2 separate regions of the Capra hircus genome follow, and region 2 is linked to region 1. Evidence: chromatin contacts called from public Hi-C data. All regions are on one chromosome and are shown on one strand. The core of a region is the stretch at or near the end of the contact, and the rest is flanking DNA. Distances in the headings are between cores, read along the strand shown.

Region 1 (2,744 bases), core at 163-2,662:
GGGAGAGGGTGGTGATTAATTTCCAAAATACAGTTCAGAGTCCCACCTTCCACACAGCTCCCTACTGACAGCCCTTTGGTTTTTCAGACAAAGTTTAAGAGCCCTCATAAAGCCCGAAGTACTGATAACCCCTCAATGCACCCAAAAGCAGTGATCACTTCAATCCGTTAGAAAGACTATGACCTATAGACTTTGCTTCTCCCTACACATTTGTCTTACGGCTCAGTGGCAAGGTGACTGTAGAGACACACATGAGGGGGTAAGTGGAAAAGGGGAACAAAGGGAAGCCAGGCACATGGGTGCAGGGAGGGGTGGGGGACACCACTTCCATTTTTCTTTTGTCTTTTCCTTTAAAAAAAAAAAGGCAGGGGTGTGATCAGTTGGAAGGCTAGAGAACAAACCCCAGAACAGTATGTAAGCTCCAGAGGTGGGTGGTGAGAAGTCCCCAGAGAAGTGAGAAGGGGAAAAGGCCAGGGCAATGCTTGCAGCATCAAGTTCCTCAGGAGTTTCTGTCAGCCCAGCTCATAGTCCTCCTTGTCCACGTTCACCAGCAGCTTGATGGCTTCATGGCCCACAGCCTGCTTGAGGGAGTCTGTGATAAAGACACCTTTAAGTGCCTCTAGTAAGGAGCCGTTGATGTAGTCGCGCCAGAATGCATTGAGGTAGGTGAGCTCAGAGAACTTGATGTCACAGATGATGGAGCCCAGGTCCCGGGACTTGAGGATGGTGTTGGCCTGGTTAAAAGCGCTCAAACTGGCGCTCCAGTGGGTCCTGCTTGTTGGAGAAGACGTTGCCCTGCAGAGCGCTCTCGTGCTGGCAGTACTCAGCCTGGACCCACAGCCTGATGTCACATGTCTGCTTTTCCTTGGGGTCTGGTGTGGCTGACTTCCGGCGTTTCCGCTGGCTCCCAAGTGTGGCTCTCCCTCGAGCTGGCCGCTTGCTACACATCTGAGGGCCCGAAGTAGGGCAGCACACCACAGGACAGTGGGGAGGCGCTGTTTTAGGGGGTGGGGAGGCCTCGGTTCTGGGTCGCTGAGGGCTCTGGGTGTCCCATAGCGAACTGATGTCTCCTCCAGGTGTTTGCCTACAAGATCAGGGCACACAGCCCGTCTCAGCTTGAGAGTGACGTAGGGCAGCAGGTCATGGCGAGTGATGATGCGCAGCAGCTGCAGCACCTGGCGGAAGTTACGCTCATCACAGCGGCCCCGGCGCTCCAGCGCCAGTAGGAAGTCACGTCCATTTCGGATGAGGCCCCGCTCGTGGTCATCAATGACGTCAACAAAGAGAAAGGAAAGAACGCGCACGTCTCTGTGTGTCAGGTGGGTGCCCACGCTGTCAGACATGCGGTGCAGGCTGTACAGCCTGCGCTCCTGCTCACCGTGCTCTTCGGGGCACACCTGGCTTGCCCTCTGCTTTAGGCCCGCCATGCTGGGGGCTCAGGTACACACGGCTTTCCAGAATCCCTGCTCAGCAGCTGCAATCCCCACTATACTCTGCAGGAAACTTAATTTCCCAGGTCTCTTCCTCTCGCCTCTCCACTACAGCCCTTACGTGAGTCCAGTTCTTCTCCCCACCACTTGCCACAAGCCCCCTTCTCCTTCACACTCTCACCCCTCCCTTCCCGCTCCTACCCCCGTGGCCCGGCGCGCTGCAGCCCCACTCCCCACCTCGGCCTCTCTCAATTTTACTATTTAAATCCTGTCCCTTACTTACTGTAGAGGCCATTGACCTCAGACCTAAGGAAAATTAAATCCTTCTCTTGGGGGTCTTCCCTGAATGGTTACTACATGTATTTTGTCAACAACCTCCCCCAACTCCATCCTGCCCAAGGCAGCTGGGCCCCTCTCCATGCTTTCCAGTTCAGCACCAATAAACAGCTGAACCTTGCTGGGAAATGTTGGCTAACAGGGGCCCGTTTTTGGTTTTGTTCTCCAAGCCTTTCAAGTGGTGGCAGCCTCTGTGACTTCTTTGTAATGCCCAGTTAACAAAACGTGGCAGCTTTCCTGAACCACTGCCAGAGACTCATGACCTTCTGGAAAGAAACCCAGACCCCTGGGCCTGCAGGCTCAGCCTTGTCTTTGTCTCAGAGCCCCCAGGTTTCAGGCTCAGCCCTTTCCCTGGGTTATTTATTTAACAGCTATAGAGATAATGGTGAAGGGACATGGCCAAGACACCTGTGACTTATCTTAACCTTCCTTCAATCAGCTAACAAATACGATGATCCCTGCTCTGGGCAAGTGGGGAGCAGAACCCTAGCCGGTGTTCTCAGGACGTTCACAGCCCAGCACTGTTCGTTTGCTAAGTCAGTGGTTAACAAAGGGTAGACAACCTTAGCTGAACCCCCGCCACCCTTCCTGCCAATATTTAAACCAGGTCAATTTTTCCAACCTAGAGCACAATTTAACTCTTGTTGTAGCTAAACCATTTGATAGTTCTGGTAGCTCAGCTCTCTGGTACGGCCGAGAGAGCAGGAGGTTCTGAAAAGAAACCCAGATCCCTGGGCCACTGGGATCAGTCTTGTGTTTATCTCCACACTCCAGTTCTGAGAACTAAATATACTGAGGCGAGGCAGGATAATAATATAATATATTATAATAATTTCAAGTTATTTTGAAATGTGACTTTAGCAGTTTAATAAAATTCTGCAGGCAAAAGTGAAGGGAGGAGTCAGCAACCTAAAAGGGCTAACTGCTTTTTCTCAGTTTTTAACCCAGCATTTTGTAAATGCTCATTTATATAAAAGG
Region 2 (2,744 bases), core at 177-2,676, 68 kb after region 1:
CCGGCCCCTTGATCTGTGAAATCGCTGAGTGTTAGAGGAAATACGAGCCTTTCCTCTTTCTGGGCACACTGTTTCCGTCTGACGGAGACCTGAGCAAATGCATTCTTTAGTCCTCACTTGTCTGCTGTCAACTTAGACCCTGTATCCCCTCTGATCCTACAGATCCCCATTGGCACCGAAATTGAAGGGATGAACATTTTAGGATTGGTCCTTTTTGCCCTGGTATTAGGAGTGGCCCTGAAGAAACTCGGCTCTGAAGGAGAAGAGCTCATTCGTTTTTTCAATGCCTTCAATGAGGCGACCATGGTGCTGGTGTCATGGATTATGTGGTGAGTGTCACCCTGCCCCCCACTCGCTGTCTCATTTCTCCTGCTACCCAGGAAAGAACCCCACTTAGCTGTTCCAGGCCACCCCGTGGGGCCACCCGGCCCAGAGCTGTCTGTGGATGATGTACCACGACCAGTCTTGGTACAAGGGTTGAAGGATCTCAGAGAAATAAATAAGCATATACCATGGTTACTAGTCACTTGCTTGTCACCCACAGTGACCCTGGGGGTCTGTCATTGATGATTTATCGATGAGCCTCACCATTATTCTTGCCACATCTTGTGGGGCAGTGAATTCCATATAAAATAAGGCTTATTTCTCTTTAAAGAATAGATTAAAGCTTCAGAAGGGCCCCTTACTAGAGTATCACAACATGGAGAACAAATCCATCTTTACCCCATACATACAGGTAAACTTGGAATGGTCTTTACATGAATGTCTCTTTATATAATAGCAATGAAAGGGTACTTGTTTAATAAAAACCACCAGATTGATTTCTGGCTAACAAGGAAAAATTTGACAAGATCTCTCAAAGTAACTTCTCAAAAATCATACCAGTTCCAGTGGTAATGCTTCAGTAAGCTTTATCCTGCTGTTTTACTGAAGCCAGACTTTGTGGGTTTTAGTTTCTACCTGCTCGTTGTTGAGAAACTAGTTTATCTTTTCATGTACAAAACATGTTCCTTATTGTCAACCCTTAAATATCCTAGGATGTCTCTCTCTCAGATGATACTGGGATGGCAGCTGGACTGAAGAGAGAAGCCTGGTATTTGGTAGGAAAGCTTGAGATTGGTTGGGAAGCTGAGTTCAGAGCCTCCACTAGTAGTGTTTATCCTGCTTAACCAAGTTTTCTTGCTCAGCCCCAAACTCCAGAGTCTGAGTCTGCATCAGAAACATGACACTTCATATGACTCCTGTTGTTCTGGGGAGAAAAATATTTCCAGAAAGGAAAAAGCATTTTCATCCTGTCAGGTTCTTTCCCTGGCTTATTCTTTTTAGTCTGAAATCCTCCCAAAGGTTGGATTAAAGGAAACTGTGCAGGAAAGTGATGTTCCTGTGTGAAAACATTTGTTTTCAATCTGAAACCAATTTACAGTCATTCCTTCAACATGACGTGTTGGTTACAGAAGCAGACATTTGGAAAGGCAGACCCGGCTGAGAGTCTTAACTGCAATAGGATATCTGTTGCCCAGAAAGTGCATCCCACACAGAACTGGGGTTTAGAATATCTTAACTGATTAAAGGGGCTTCCCTGTTGGTTCAGTGGTAAAGAATCTGCCTGCAATGCAGGAGACACAGGTTTGATCCCTGGGTCGGGAAGATCCCCTGGAGGAGGCCATGGCAACCCACTTCAGTATTCTTGCCTGGAAAATTCCATGGACAGAGGAGCTTGGCAGGCTACAGTCTATGGGGTCCTGAAAGAGTCTGACATGACTTATTAACTGGAACATATACAAGTACACACGCACAACTGGTTAAAGGATCTCCCCTAGGTGTGGGAGGGGTCTTCAGTAGTAGCTCTTTCTTTCCTTTGCTAATTACCTACTATAATATCAGGCACCTGCCTAGCCTGTACTATTCATAGAAATGCTTTCTCAGTAGATGGTCAACAAACCTTGCAGGCCATATGGTCTCTGTCATAGCTGCCAATGCTGCCATCACAGGACAAAAACAGTCATAGACAATTTATAAATGAATGAACTTGGCTGTATTCCAGTAAAACTCATGGTGCCAACCCATGCATTAAACTGTCCAGGGAGGAAGGAGGGAAGGGAGTCCTCTGAAAGTATTAGAAGAAAATACAGGGGTAGAGAAAGTCCTCCTACACAAAATACAGAAAGGAAAAGCCATAAAAAGCTGCTAAATTTGATTGCACCAGAATATTAAAATGTTTGCATGCAAAGGATACCTTGGATGAAGTTATAAGACAAGATACTTATTGAAAAAAAGTGATATATATTTACATATAGTCTATACACACACACACACACAAACACACACTCAAAGCATTGGGATTGAAAGGACTGGTACAAGTTCACAAAAGGTTCATCTTTCTGTAGTGAAATTAATAGAGAGCTTGAGAATAAGTGTTAAAAATCTTTTATAGCAGTTTCATATTCTTCAGCATCCAAGCCATGATCATTGTTCTATTTTGTGTGTGTGTGTGTTTTCTAAGAATGCTGGTCCATGACCAACTAGGTAGAAATGAACCAGTCTTTCACCAAAGATAGTTTGAGAAGAACTAATATAAAGAGCCCTGATTACTGAAAAAGAAAAAAAAGACTGAATAAAGTCTTAGAAAATGAACACAGGAAATGAACAGGCAATGCATAGAAGAGGAAACCTGAATGACCAATAAATGTTTTAAGGGATGGCCAGTTTATTAGAAATCAGGGAAATGAAAAGCTTGGTTCTAT

What was found. A called contact is a pair of places that touch in the nucleus more often than the background predicts.
Region 2: a Hi-C map of blood shows a contact between it and region 1, with 2.2 times the contacts expected there. The contact joins two enhancer-like sites. A contact is called at or near these places in 3 of 5 Hi-C or Micro-C datasets (all in blood).

Annotation. Positions count from the first base shown.
Region 1 is chr11:63,060,064-63,062,807 of ARS1.2, forward strand. It overlaps the pseudogene LOC102179207. Among named protein-coding and RNA genes, the nearest start is that of SLC1A4, 52 kb to the right of the region's middle. Within about 2 kb of position 1,413, at least 1 of the 5 cell types and tissues checked has an H3K27ac peak or open chromatin away from gene starts, as enhancers often do.
Region 2 is chr11:63,128,490-63,131,233 of ARS1.2, forward strand. It overlaps SLC1A4 (neutral amino acid transporter A), which reads left to right. Exons shown (of 9, transcript XM_018055426.1): 4 at 163-329. Among named protein-coding and RNA genes, the nearest start is that of SLC1A4, 16 kb to the left of the region's middle. Within about 2 kb of position 1,427, at least 1 of the 5 cell types and tissues checked has an H3K27ac peak or open chromatin away from gene starts, as enhancers often do.